Linked DNA regions of Sus scrofa: region 1 is linked to region 2. A link is a contact called in public Hi-C data. All regions are on one chromosome and are shown on one strand. The core of a region is the stretch at or near the end of the contact, and the rest is flanking DNA. Distances in the headings are between cores, read along the strand shown.

Region 1 (7,050 bases), core at 583-3,082, 440 kb after region 2:
GTCTCTGGAGCACAGGGCAAGAACACCCCCCCACACCCGCCCCCGTTAGTACTTCCATCAGCCCTTCCTCCACACCCAGGCATGCTGAAAAAGGTTCCCACAGGGGCTGCAGGGAAAAAGACAATCTGAGACCTAAACAAAACAAGGATGTTTTAATCACTGCGCCAAAATGGGAAAGGGAAGTCAAAATAAAAGGAGAACAGGCCATAAAGGCACACTGCCCTACAAGCACTGGCGAAACTTGGGGGTAAACGTATTTCGGTAGCTGGGGTATAAATAAGCTCTGATTTCCCTACAGTCTTAGAGGGATTTTAGGGGATTCCCATTGATCAAACTGTGAAGTGTGTGTTCGCACACCCCCAATGTCAGGAAGCGTTTCTTAGCTGCTGCACACCTCACTGTGACTGCCCCTCCTGAATGCCCAAGCTGGCGGTGTCGCCTGGAGCTGGTGTCTGGGAACTGGAATCCAACCTAGATCCCCCCACCCCATATACTACCTGTGTGACCTTTTGCAATATAGCCAACCCTTTCAAGCTTATAAGTTCCTTATTTTAAAATGCACATATCAATAGCACCTGATTCATAGAGCTGTTTTAGAAATGAAGAGATAATCCACATGGAAAGTACTCAGCTCATTGTTTGACAAAGTTGTCTCAAAAATATCTAGAACTGTTTATTATTATTTACAGCATGATAACCTATGTTGCATTTAATAATAGGTGTTCCTTGGACTGTAATTTAAGTTTTTAGCGCGTGTTTAGTTTGTGTTTTCGATGGCAATGGCTCCGCACTGAATTTCTGTTGTAGTCTCAAATGATTAATATGTTTTTCAGCAAGATATGATGGTTCTTGGCAAAACTGTGATGTAGGTGAGAGCAAGCTGTGTAGCAGAGTGGCAAGAATGTGTTCGAGGCCTCTTTTATCTTCTCCGACCAGTTGTCCCCCAAGGCCATCTCCTGCCACCTCTTAGTAGCATCTTCTCCTGGGTTCAGGAAACAAATTGGAAGTCGGATCCCCTGAGTAGATGATATACATGACAGTGGGAATAAAGGTTTCTGATAAGCTGTATTTATAAGAGAGAGATTATCCTGGGAACATCCAGGTGGCCCAATGTAATCACAGGGTCGTTTAAAAGAGGGAGGCAGAGGGATAAGAGCCAGAGAGATGACATCATGAGAAAAACACACCAGGCTATTCCTGGTTTTGGAAATGGAGGAAGGGAGCCAGGAGCCAAGGAACATGCTCAGCTTCTAAAAGCTGGAAAAGGCAAGGAAACCGAATCCCCCTAGAAGTTATAAAAGCCCTGCTGACATCTTGATTTTAGCCCAATGAAGGCCACTTTGGACTTCTGATCTCCAAACTGTAAGATAATTAATTGGTGATTTAAGGCACCGAGTTTGTTGAAATGTGCTCCAGCAGCAGGAGGAAAATAACACACTGGCCCCTGAGGTTCTATGATGCGGGAGCTCCCGGGGACAGTGTGACTTATAGACTTGATTCAGATGACCTGGAAAAGCATAGCCAGAAAGAGGACGTGACCTGACAAGTCAAAGAGGAGAAAATGAGCAGAGCCTGAACCGTCCTTCTGCGCACAGAGATGGAATGACCGTGCGATGCGGTATGGAGAGCAAATAGCGAGGTCAGGAATTAGGAAGATCAAGGGCACAGGGCTAGGATGGGGGTGCAAGGCGGCTGAGTTTCAAGACTGGCAGCGGGAACAGCGGGAGGAATGGGAGGAGAAATGCTTGACTGCCCTGTGACAAGGAAAACTATGCCTGGTATTTCATGGCGTAGGAAGCCCTCTCATTGGAGACACCCTGACAGTTCACCCTTCGAGCCGTGGTGCCTCACACGATGTGTATGGGTACCGCCTCTGACACCTTCCATGTCCCCTGACGCCACATCAGCTCTGAGCATGTGTCACCAAACAGGCTGTCCCCAAATGTCAGTGCCGGTGGTCAGTGCGATCATGTCCCGCGTGCAGTGTGGACTCCAGCTATTTGTGGAAGCACATCTTTCTCTTCAGAATAGTCCTAACATCTCACTCCACGTGAAGAAAGCCAGTGCCAGTAATGCTCTGTGATAAAGGGTGCTGTCATCAACTTTTATGTTCACAGACATAGACAGGAAGCGTTTCCATCTTCCTCCCACCCTCCCTCCTTCCCTTTCTTTCTGTCCACAGTAGGATTCTAAATGCTCTGAAGAAGCCAGAGAATGCAAATTCCACGGAAAGGACAGGACCCGGGGAGGTGGGGGGTGGGGGGATGGGAAGCCTGAAAGATGGTGCGTATGTTTTGTGGTTGTTTTCCCAGGGTGCCAGGTTCTGCGACACAGTCTTTTCCCTGTGTTTCTTGTTTCCTTTTCTGTTTGACCTGGATCTCTCCTGGCTTTTGAACATAAAAGCACCTCTCAGTGTTCAGCGTCCTTGGAGCAAGACGGCAGCATGGGTCCCGGGAAATGGGCTTAATTCTCCCCACACACGATTGGAGAAGCAAGTTCTGTGACTTCCATGACTGCCAACAATACCTCATACCCAATACGTGGGACGAGGATGAGGAATTTTATTTCCAAATTAGGATGGCCTTCACAAACAAAGAGAATAAGAACACCAAGAGCAACGTGAGACAGGTTCCTCCGGCTGAAGTGTAGTTCTTCTCATGACAGTCGTTTAAGGGCATCCGGGGCATAAATTAAAGCTGGCACACTGCAGTCATCTACACTGCAGCGGAAATGTGGGGCTGGCAGGGGGCCAACAGGAGCTCAAGGCCCCGGTTTCTTTCCAACTGACTGTGTATCCTTGGATTAGTCTCTTGCCTGGAATAAGGCCTTTTGACTCTGTCACCCAAACTTCACTCAGCTTTGAAGGTCCATGACCATATTGCTCCAGCTAAAGGTCACTGTCATTTTCCCAAGGTTGTCTTCATGGTCATGGAATTTAAGGACCAAATACCAGGATGTCATGGTGACAAAATGCTCTTTGCCACCTAGCAGGGTGCTCTTTAGGGTGAGGAAGTTGTACCCTGGACATAGGTCTCTGTGGACTTTTTGACTCCCAAGGTTACTGCTTAGGAGCCTCTGTTACAAAATCCAAGTCCCTCCTCACTTCCTTTAAAAAAAAGAAAAAATAGCTTTAGGAGTTCCCATCGTGGCTCAGTGGTTAACGAATCCGACTAGGAACCATGAGGTTGCGGGTTCGGTCCCTGCCCTTGCTCAGTGGGTTAAAGCTCCAGTGTTGCCGTGACTGTGGTGTAGGTTGCAGACGCGGCTCGGATCCTGCGTTGCTGTGGCTCTGGCATAAGCCAGTGGCTACAGCTCCTATTCGACCCCAGCCTGGGAACCTCCATATGCCGCGGGAGCGGCCCAAGAAATAGCAAAAAAGACAAAAAAAAAAAAAAATAGCTTTAATGTCAGCACGAGAATGAGTCAGGCAATCATATAATCTCAGAGTAGAAAGAGGCCTTAGAGGTAATTTGCAACAAACCATTGCACATTCCCAATACTCAGCACGCCCATTTATAGGTGAGGACACCCAACTCTCAAGAGAGAGACTCTGGCTCACAGGTCCATTTCCATTAAGTGGCAGAGTTGGACTTGAATGCCAATAGCTCCCCCAGCAGACCCCTGATCTTTCTGTAATTGCAAAGGCCATCCTTTACTGGAGTCTCCATGTGTGTCTAAAATACAGCCTAAGGGAGGCCTACAAACCCTTGCTTTGCAAAGAACGGTCCCTGATCGACCAGCATTGGCATCGGTGGGAAACTTATTAGAAATGCAGAATCTCAGGCCGCTCTCCAGACTGACTCAATTACAATCTGCTTTTGTGATAAGCTCCCCAGGTGATTCATGTACATGGTAAGTTTGAGACACACTGACATCGACTGTCCTTAAGTCAGTGCCAACAGCCATAGTGCCCCGTAGTCTTCCAGGTGGTACTCCACCACCGGGAATGATAACAATTCAGCGTGGCCCCAGAGGACCCTACTGGTTACTTCTAAGGCAGCATTAGCAAGTGGTTCTTCAGTCCTCCACAGAGAAATCTGTGACCTCCATGGGAAAAGCCTTAATGATTTTCAATCACTACTCAGGAATCAACATCCATTTTGGTATCTAGGAAACAAGGAAAGGGTTTTTTGTTTTGGTTTGGTTTGGTTTTTTTCTTTAAATATCAGATGACTGTGACTCTTTTGTTAACTTCTGCTTACTTTGCTTTGGCTTCAGTTTCATGAAACCAGAACCTCTTATTTACATAGGGTTTACATAAGGTTCATTGTTCTTTCTGTGGCACAAAGAGGCAGACTAGGAAAAGAAAGAACAAGCCCAGTGGGCCCAGAGGCCCCCAGAGCTGAGTTTCAACACTACCTCAACTACTTAGTAGCTGTGTGACCTTGAGCAGAGCAGCTTACCTCTCTGAACTTAACTGTCCTCCATAAAATTGTTATGCCACAGTAACTAATTTATGAGAGTCTCGAGAGACTATATATGAAAGTTCCCAGCATGCAGCGAATATTCAGTAGGATGCTGAGCTGTGTGATTTAGAAAGGTGGTAAGTAGGGCCTGTAATAAATGCTTCTTGAGTATCCATAGTGTGAGTAGACACTGGGACTAAAACCATAAATGAGACTGGTATAGCATCAGCCCCCATTAGAGCTAATGTCCACTGAGAAAGTAAGGAAAAAAGCAATGGCTGAGTGCTTGCTATGTGCAAGGCAATGCTCCAAGACTTCGCGGATGGACTAAATCATCACTGCTATCCGGCAGTTAGAGGTACTATCCTAACCCATTTTACAGATGAGGAAACTGAGGAACATAGGAGTTAAGTAACCTGGCTAAAAGCTGTAGAGCTGGCAAATAGAAATCTCAAGGCTATGACCTCATATAATAAATCAGTTCTGGAGCCCAGTTGCTTAAGTTGTACACTAACCTGCCTCACTATAGGTAGCAACCAAAGGAGATGGCCAGAGGGCTAGAAGAGTATACTGGGGAGCCCGACCCAGTCTGAGGGATCAGGGAAGGCTCTCTGAGAAGCGGAAGAGAAGGAGCATGGGAAGGAGGTGATGGGACTCAGGTAAAGAGGGGCGGAGCCTTCCCAGCAGGGTCAGAATAGGGGTAAAAACCTGAAACTGATGGAGAGCTTAGTTAATTTAATGTTGAATGACTAATGCTTGATTCCTGAAGGGGACTGCAGCCCAAAAATAAACCAAAAATAAACACGTACACTCACAGATACAACTCCTTAAATGTTGTATCTGTCATATACACATTCCCAACTTGTAGCTGTGGCCATTGCCTTTTTTTTTTTTTTTTTTTTTTTGTCTTTTTTTTTGCCATTTCTTGGGCCGCTCCAGCAGCATATGGAGGTTCCCAGGCCAGGAGTGAATCAGAGCTACAGCCGCTGGCCTACGCCAGACCACAGCAATGCGGGATCCAAGCCGTTTGTGCAACCTACACCACAGCTCATGGCAACGACGGATCCTTAACCCACTGAGCAAGGCCAGGGATTGAACCCGAAACCCATGGTTCCCAGTCGGATTCGTCAACCCGAGCCACGACAGGAACTCCTGGCCATTGCCCTTTTAAGATACAAATGAGAAGGGCAAAGACTCAAGCTTTATCTGGACATGGAATTACCTATTCATCCTTTCTGCATGACCTTGAAAAGGCTTATTTAGAACTGTTTTTTAAACCTTGGTTTCTTTATCTGGAAAATAGGAATAATAATACCCACTTCTTAAACTTGTGGTGAAGGTTAAATAAGCATGAATGTATGATGCCTGGCCTATAGCAGGGACTCATGGAATGTCTGCTTCCTCCCCTTCTCTGTGTTCAAAATTAGAAGCTGGCAGTTATACAGGGAAACCAAACATAATCTCTGAACACCCAGGTCACCTCCCTCACCCTCCATCTGAAAGTGTTTGGTTTTTCTGATGTCTTAAGCAAAGTTCGGTTATCAATTTCTGTCACAGAGAACCCACAAGACTTTTCAAAAAAGTCCTTACTTATTTAAGATCCTTCCGAGGAAGCAAAACTCCATTTGGACAAAGACTTCCAAATGCCCTATTGCAGTCTTTCTTATAAACAAATAAATAAATAAACTATGAAACTGGGCGATAAAGTACATATGAGACAGTTAGTTAACAAAATTAATGTGGTTTTTTTTGTTTCTAGCAGTGCATCTTAAAGGTTTATGTATGACTTCAATCCCTGCCAAATGCCAGAGAGAGAAATTTGGAGTCCAATCAAGTCAGACTTTTTCAGAGATAGATGGAACTTACACAACTGAAATCAACTTGCAGAACACTGGGTTAAGTCCCCCATTTTCCAGCATATATGAGTGATTTTTAAAGCTGAAGAGAAAATCACATGGGCTTATTGGTAGAATGAGGACTTGAACTTGGGACTCTTGGGGCACTCAAGAGACAGCACATGCAATGATCAGCTAAGGAGATTTGCTGCTCAGTGCAAATAATTCAAATTTCAACATCTAAAAAGAAAATTATGGATAAGTGGCTAACTTCCCTTCTTTGAAGAGTAAAAATGGAGTTAAAACTGCTAGAAAGCAACAAAGCTTCCATTCAACAAATTTAAGGACATATTCCCTTTTCCTAACAAATGTGATAATCCTCAGGCCTGCCACTTCTCATTGACCCCTTTGTGGGAAGATAGTAAAGTTTGCTTAGATTTGCATGTGATTTCCATACTGGTCACCCAATCCCAAACTCACGTCAGTGGGTAATCACATGCCAGTTTCTGTTCTGACTCTTGGTCATTAAGCAAGAATGTGGAGTCCCTTCACCTCTGCCAAGCAAAGCCATCACCCAAGGAAAGCAAGGCTATTCTCCATCATGGCCTCTTTCCAGCTGGGTATCAAGGCAGCTTCCTATCCTGATGCCCTTCAAATGACTTTCAAAGATCCACAAAAGATTGCCCAGTGCCCTGATGCAGTGTGTGGTCTGAACAAATTAGCTATGAAAGAAACGTCTAGGGTAACTGAGGACATCGGAATTTGGAATGAGTATGACGTGGCCCTAGCAAACAACTGTTAATTTTGAG
Region 2 (7,184 bases), core at 2,527-5,026:
CCCAAAGGTGGCATCTGATCCAGCCTGGGCCAATTATAATGCCCCATACTCTGGGCCTTTGGGACTGTACCAGGAATGAGCATATGACCTAAGATAGGCCAATTAGTATCTTTCCCTGTGGTTATTTCGAAGAAAAACTGGAGGTAGGGATCTCTTTACCCAGCAATGCAATTCTGCGTCAGCCTCTGGCTGTGCTCTGCTGCACGGAAGAAGCCCATCTTAGTGGAAGTGAATGAGGTCAGAGCATTGGGAGGAGAAGAGCTAAGACAGGAAAGTCCAGATGGAATTTTGATGCTGGCCGAAATCCATCATATGGCTAAAGCGCATCTTCCTACATTCTACTACATTCTTAAGTGAATATAAGTGGAGTTTCTTTTTTTTATTAGAGTATAGCTGATTTACAGTGTTGTGTCAATTTCTGCTGTACAGCATAGTGGCCCAGTCATATATATATGCATATGTATGTACATTTTTTTCTTATACTATCTTCCAGCATGTTCTATCTCCAGAGACTGGCTATAGTTCCTTTACTGTAAAGTAGGACCTCATTGCTTATCCATTCTAAACATCATAGTTTGCACCTACCAACCCCAAACTCCCCGTCCATCCTTTTTCCTTCCCCTTCTCCCTTGGCAACCACAAGTCTGAACCTATCTGCAAAACAGACTTCAAGTGGAGTTCCTCTTGTTTGAAACACGAAGAACCTCAACCAACAACCTACCCCCTAGGACGTGTAGGGACAGTCACCCCTCCTGTTCCCATGGCGGTTGTTACCCCTCTTCTGGCTTTCTTCCCCATGAGCCTTGACCCATTTCCAAAATTATCAACACCACGACGCTCCCCATTCAACTGTGACTGGTTAAAGAGAGCTGGAACACAGATGAAAGGTAATTCCTTCCTGGCCTCACATTTGGGTGTCAGTTTAAAAATGCCTCTTGGAGCTCCTGTTGTGGTTCAGCGGAAATGAATCTGACTAGCATCCATGAGGATGCAGGCTTGATCCCTGGCCTCCTTCAGTGTGTTAAGGATCAGGTGTTTCTGTGAGCTGTGGTGAAGGCTGCAGCCATGGCTTAGATCCAGTGTTGCTGTGACTGCTGTAGGCTGGCGGCTACAGCTCTGATTCGACCCTTAGCCTGGGAACCTCCATATGCAGAGGGTGCAGCCCTAAAAAAAAAAAAAAAGGCAAAAAAAAAAAAAGATATCTTAGATCTTAAGGGCATTTTGCTTTTACAGTCTCTCCCTGGCTCTAGGACATGAGCTGGTAGCTGTTTGCAGAGGAAACAAACTCTGGGTAGTATTTATTTGCAGTTTTCTTTCTATGAAGGCTTCCCCCCCACCGCCTTTTTTTTTTTTTTTTTTTAAAGCAATGGGAGCCTGCTGTGTAGCACTGGGAACTCTGTCTAGTCAATTATGATGGAACACATAATGTGAGAAAAAAGAATGTATAGATGGATGTGTAACTGGGTCACCATGCTGTATAGTAGAAAAAATATATACATAAATGATTAAAAAAATAAAATCTTTTAAATGATTTTTATTTTTTCCATTATAGTTGGTTGACAGTGTTCTGTAAATTTCTACTGTACAGCAAATTGACCCAGTCACACACATACATGTATATTCTTTTTCTCACATTATCCTCCATCATGCTCATTTAGATAGGAGCCTCTAATGCCTCAAAAATGTGACGGTCGCTCTTCTTCCCGAGGTGCCTATTGGGATTACCCAATCTGACCTTTCTTTCAGGCTCTCTTCTAGGCTGTTGCTAGCATCTAACACTTAGATTTAGATTGGGACACTCTGCCTGAAAGCCACCACCCACGAGGAGGCTGTGGTTTAGCGAAGACGACAGCCTCACATCCAACATGAGACCAGTGTCAGAGGGATAATCAGCAGCACCCTCCCCCTTGATATCTTCAAGTTCAGGTCTGGAAGGGGATGATGGGAGCTGGCAGGGCAAACTGGTCTAGGAAAGCAGACATGCCTGAACTTGATCTGTGTGGGGGGGTCTCTCTCTCTCTCTCTAGAAAAGGGGTGAGTGTGGGACCTACAGTCACATCCGGGGTCCTTTAAGAGGAATTCCAAGAGAAGGAGCTGCCTGACGGAGAGGTACTGGACAGTCTCCGTGGCTCTGATATTAAGCTCTCATTTCGCTGGAGCCTAACTACAGAAGAAAAAATGTTCTTCCTCCGGATCCTTCTGGTTGGGAAAATAAGAGTAATTTTTTGATAAAATACTAGAGTTGGTGCTCTTTTGGAAGGGGTGTGGGGCTGGTATGTCTGAGGAGTTTCCGGCTATTGAAGGGCCACAGTCGAGTGGCCTAATCACAAGCCTCAGAATCATCTTCTAAAATCAAATGAGCAGATCCTGGTTCCCTTCTGTCAGAATCTAACCTGGTCCAACTCTGATCTCTTGCCCCTGTCTGTGCTATCCTGTACGTCCTTGACAATCTGTATTGTTGTACCCTTCTTTTTTTTTTTTTTTGTCTTTTTGCCATTTCTCAGGCTGCTCTTGTGGCATATGGAGGTTCCCAGGCTAGGGGTCGAATCAGAGCTGTAGCCACCGGCCTACGCCAGAGCCACAGCAACGCAGGATCCGAGCCGCGTCTGCAACCTACACCACAGCTCACGGCAACGCCGGATCGTTAACCCACTGAGCAAGGGCAGGGACAGAACCCGCAACCTAGTTGGATTCGTGAACCACTGAGCCACGACGGGAACTCCTGTGCCTTTCTTAAGGCATTGGGATGGTTTCCACCACGGTGCTTTTTTATTTTGGAAATCAGCCACATCTTTGAGCTACACCGCAGCTCGCGGCAACGCAGGATCCTAACCCACTGAACAAGGCCAGAGATCGAACCCTTATCCTCATGGAGACTATGTGGAGGTTCTCACCTTCTGAACCACGATGGCAACTCCTATTTTTCACTTTTTAAAAATTGAAATTAATTGATTTACAATATTACATTAATTTCACGTGTACAATATAGTGATTCAATATTTTTATAGATTATACCCCATTTAAAGTTACTACAAAATAATGGCTCTATTTCCCTGCTTATTTATTTTATACACGGTAGTTTGTGTCTGTTAATCCCCGACCCCTCCATCACCCCTCCCTTCATCCCTCTCCCACTGGTATGTCTGTGAGCCAGGTTCTGCTTTGTTACATTCATTTGTTTGTTTTGTTTCTTCGTTTCCACGGATGAGTGATAACAGAGTACTTGTCTTGGTCTGCCTGCCTTCGCTCCTGTCGATCTAGTCCGTATTATGACTGGTTAAGCCTCCTTCCCCCGCAGCCCCGCATCTGCTGCGGTACAGTCCGCTTTCTCAGGGAATTGGGCTGCATGATGGCAGAGCTGAATATAGAACCTGCCAAGAGGAGATTCAACCTTGTTTACATTCTTGCTGGCAGCTCGCGAAGAAGCGGCTGTGTACTCCAGCCGTTATCTGAACCAAAAATAACACAAGAAAATGATTAATTTCAGCTAAAAATAGGCAAGCGCTGGCTCATGTCAGCCATGCTAATCAGGCTCTGAGCTGACTGCACTGCGGTGCCGGGCGGGAACCTGGGGACCAAAGCGAGGAACTAATCTGAGCCCCTAGCAATCACCTCCCACTTTTTCTCTTCTTTTTTTTCTCTTTCTTCTTCTGTCTCTTCCTACCTTGTTCCTATTTTTTCTCCTTCTCTTCTTTCCCCCTCCATTTCTTCCTTGTTCTGCAGGGTTCTCCCCTCCTTTCCTCTTTATCCTTTTTCTTTCAACATCCGCCCCGCCCCCATTTCACTGCCACTTGTGTGACCACCTCTTCAGTCTGCAATGGATCCATCCAGTTGTCCAGAGCACGGCTTCTGATAGCAGGATCTGTGTCTACTTGTAGCACATGAGATGATAATTGGGTGGTAGAAGGATGACCTTTGGTTGTGAAAAATCAAGTATTTTAATGTTTTACATTTAAAGAAAAGAGAGTAATCTAGCTCATTATTTCATGGATGGTAATGTCTAAGAAGGGACCAAACTTAGGTATTTAAGCTAAAAAAAAGTATCTCAATTTAAAGAGAAAGTTAAATATATGTAGGTATGACCAGATCACGTTGCTGTCCACCTGAAATTAACATGCTATCATAAACCAACTATATGTTAATTTAAAAAAGGAAAAACAAAAAGATAGTTATGTCAGTAAATAATAATACTGTCTTTTGTTAGGATGAACTATATGAAATTGCTGACAATTGGCCATTTTTGACTTACAAAAATGACAATTTTCTACGATTTCCCCGGTAGAATAAAACCCACGTTCCTCAGCCTATACAAAGTCCTTTTCTCTCTGGCCCCAATTTATCTTTCAATTCTGAGTTTCCAATTTTACCCTAGATGAACCTTCTGTTTTAATTAGATCAGCAAATATTTACCAAGGGCCAACTGCAAAGGGGCACTGGGCAAGGTCTTAGGGTTTCGGGAAGCTGTGAAATCAATGGTTCCTATAATGAAGGAGCCTGCTGACAGGAGACAGACTGGCTTCAGGAAAACTGTAAGTATTAAGATGTGGGTTTCAACTGGGGTGGTATTGCCCACTTAGGGATATTTGGAAAAACTGGTAGAGATACTTGGTTGCCACAGCGGTTGGGGAGTATCTTTAGGATACTTAGGGCGTGGGAGTCATACCCGCTAATTTTCCTGCAACACATGAGGTGGTTCCACTGGATTGCTCAGTGAAGAACTGATGCACCCCAAATGCCAAGAGTAACCCCACGAGAGACACAAAGGCACAAGGAGAAGGGGCGACTTGCCAAATCTGGGACTTCCGAGAAGTATTCTCGGGGAGGTGGCATCACGCTGAGTCTGGAAGGAGGAAGGGCTGGTTTGTGACTCGAAGTGGGAGAGGCCTTGTGGGCAGAGGGTCAACATAGATGATTATAGAAAATCTGAGTCAGCTTAGCTGCTGTTTTTTCTTCACTTGGCTTCCACTGTGTCCTGTATTTGGACACATCCATTCTCTGGGGCATTTCATCTCAGTCTTCAGAAATTGCTCCCATCCGTCACTATGTGGCTCATATCCGATTTTCTTTATAAAGTCCTCTTATTGGTTCAATTGAGGGCGATTTCTTTCTAGGCCTCCTGACCCCAGTGAGGCTCCGTGCCTTGGTCCCTGTCTCCCCTCCCCTCCTTGGTTGTGACCTTTTTGAAAGGAAGAGATGTTTTATGCCCTTTTTGGCAAGCAACAACTAATAAATAATACCAAGTTTGTCCTGTAATATGTTACATAGGCAAATGCATTCTGTTTCTTTTTATAGAAAAAAAAAAAACTATTTCTCAAATTGCTTCTCAGAATGGCTCAATGACACCGTTTTGTGGGTACTTTCACCCTATTGTGTAGGTTAGCAATTCTCACTGGGGACAGTTTTGCCTCCCAGGGAACATCTGTGATTATCATGACTGGGGCAGGGCTGCTCCTGGCATTTAGTGTGTAAAAGCCAGGATGCTACCCAATCTTACAATGCACAGGGCGGCTTCCCACAGGAAGAATTATGGGTCTAAAATATCAATGGTGCTTAGGTTGAGGAATTCTAGTATCAATTAAGAAACATAACTAATTTCCCAAAGGCTGGGCAGCAGACTGGAGAAAAACCCACCAGAATTTGAGACATCAGTACCATGAAGGCGTGGAGGAAGAATAACTATGGAGCCTGGCAACTTACTAGAAGGTCCCAGACTCCTATCTCACATTCCTGCTTTGTCTTCCATCACCGCCTTCCCTGCATCAGTTGAATCTCTAGGTGCCATGCTGCTGCATTTTGCCTATGACATTGGGTATATCTTTAACTTGTTAAGCCTCAGTACCTTTATTCATAAAACTAATAAAATCTGTTATGGACTCATTAAGAGATTAAAGGTGGAGTTCCCATTGGGCTCAGAGGGTTAAGAACCTGATATAGTCTCCATGAGGATGTGAGCTTGATCCCTGGCTTCATTCAGTGGGTCAAGGATCTGGTGTTGCCACAGGTTGTGGCGTAGGTCAGAGATACAGCTCGGATCCCATGTTGCAGTGGCTGTGGCGTAGGCTGGCAGCTCTGATTTGACCCCTAACCCAGGGAACTTCCATATGCCATGAGCGCAGCCCTAAGCAGAAAAAAAAAGAAGGATTAAATGTGAAAGTATACAAGTATGCATGGAAGTGTGATGGTGGTATTTATTATATACCTACTACGTGCTGGGTATCATTCCAAAGAGTTTATATACCTAAGTTTATATAATGTGTGTATGTGTGTGTGTGTATATATATGCATATATGGCATACATATATGAAGTAATTCCTCCCAATAACCCCATGGGGCAGGAACTATTATTAGCTCCATTTTCTAGATAAGGAAACCAAGACTCAGGAATGCGAAGTAACTTATGGGAGTATCACAGTTTGGCAAGTGGTGTAGGTGGGATGGGAACCCCAAATCCACATGCTGAGGCACTAAACACACCTCACACTTCATATGTGTGTCCAGGCTCTGTATTCTTCTGCCTCTTCCCACCTGCCGTTGCATTTTTCTGCCCCTGCTATTAAATGCGTTCCTGCTGCTGGTGGGGAGAGGGAGAAGTGCCAGGCTCACTGCCCCCACGTCTGCTCTGTCCACCCTAGGTTAAGCCTAAACTGTGTCTCCAATTGCCAGCTTATTTGTCCTTGTTCTCTGTATCAGTAAGACCCAAGTTGCGACCAGTTCTAAGCACTTCAAAAGATAATCAAGGAAAAGTAACTGGCTCAGATCCACTCAGCTGGTCACAGGGGCTTTTAGGGTATAGTATTAATCTTCCAGCTAGGGCTGCCATGGCAAGGTTCCACAAACTGGGTGTCTTACAACAACAAAAATTTTGTCTCCCGGTTCTGGAGGTTAGAAGTCTAAAAGCAAAGCGTGACAGGGCCATTGTCCCCCTGAAAGCCGGAGGGGAACCCTTCCTTAACTCCTTCCATGCTCTGGTGACTGCTGGCCACCTTTGGAATGCCCCTGGCTTGCAGTCGTGTCTCTCCAACTCGGCCTCTGTCGTCACGTGGCATTCTGTCCATGTGGTTCTCCTCTTCTGTAGGGACACCATTCACACCGGATTAGAGCCCAGCCTATTCTGGAATGGCCTCACCTTATCTTGACAGACTACCTGTGCAACGACCCTGCATCTGACTAAGGTATGAGGGCTT

The links. A called contact is a pair of places that touch in the nucleus more often than the background predicts.
Region 1: a Hi-C map of fetal heart ventricle shows a contact between it and region 2, with 2.5 times the contacts expected there. The contact joins two enhancer-like sites. A contact is called at or near these places in 2 of 47 Hi-C or Micro-C datasets (embryonic fibroblasts and fetal heart ventricle).

Annotation. Positions count from the first base shown.
Region 1 is chr4:13,190,834-13,197,883 of Sscrofa11.1, forward strand. No RefSeq gene overlaps it. Among named protein-coding and RNA genes, the nearest start is that of FAM84B, 250 kb to the right of the region's middle. Within about 2 kb of position 1,833, at least 4 of the 83 cell types and tissues checked have an H3K27ac peak or open chromatin away from gene starts, as enhancers often do.
Region 2 is chr4:12,750,430-12,757,613 of Sscrofa11.1, forward strand. No RefSeq gene overlaps it. Among named protein-coding and RNA genes, the nearest start is that of MYC, 290 kb to the left of the region's middle. Within about 2 kb of position 3,777, at least 20 of the 83 cell types and tissues checked have an H3K27ac peak or open chromatin away from gene starts, as enhancers often do.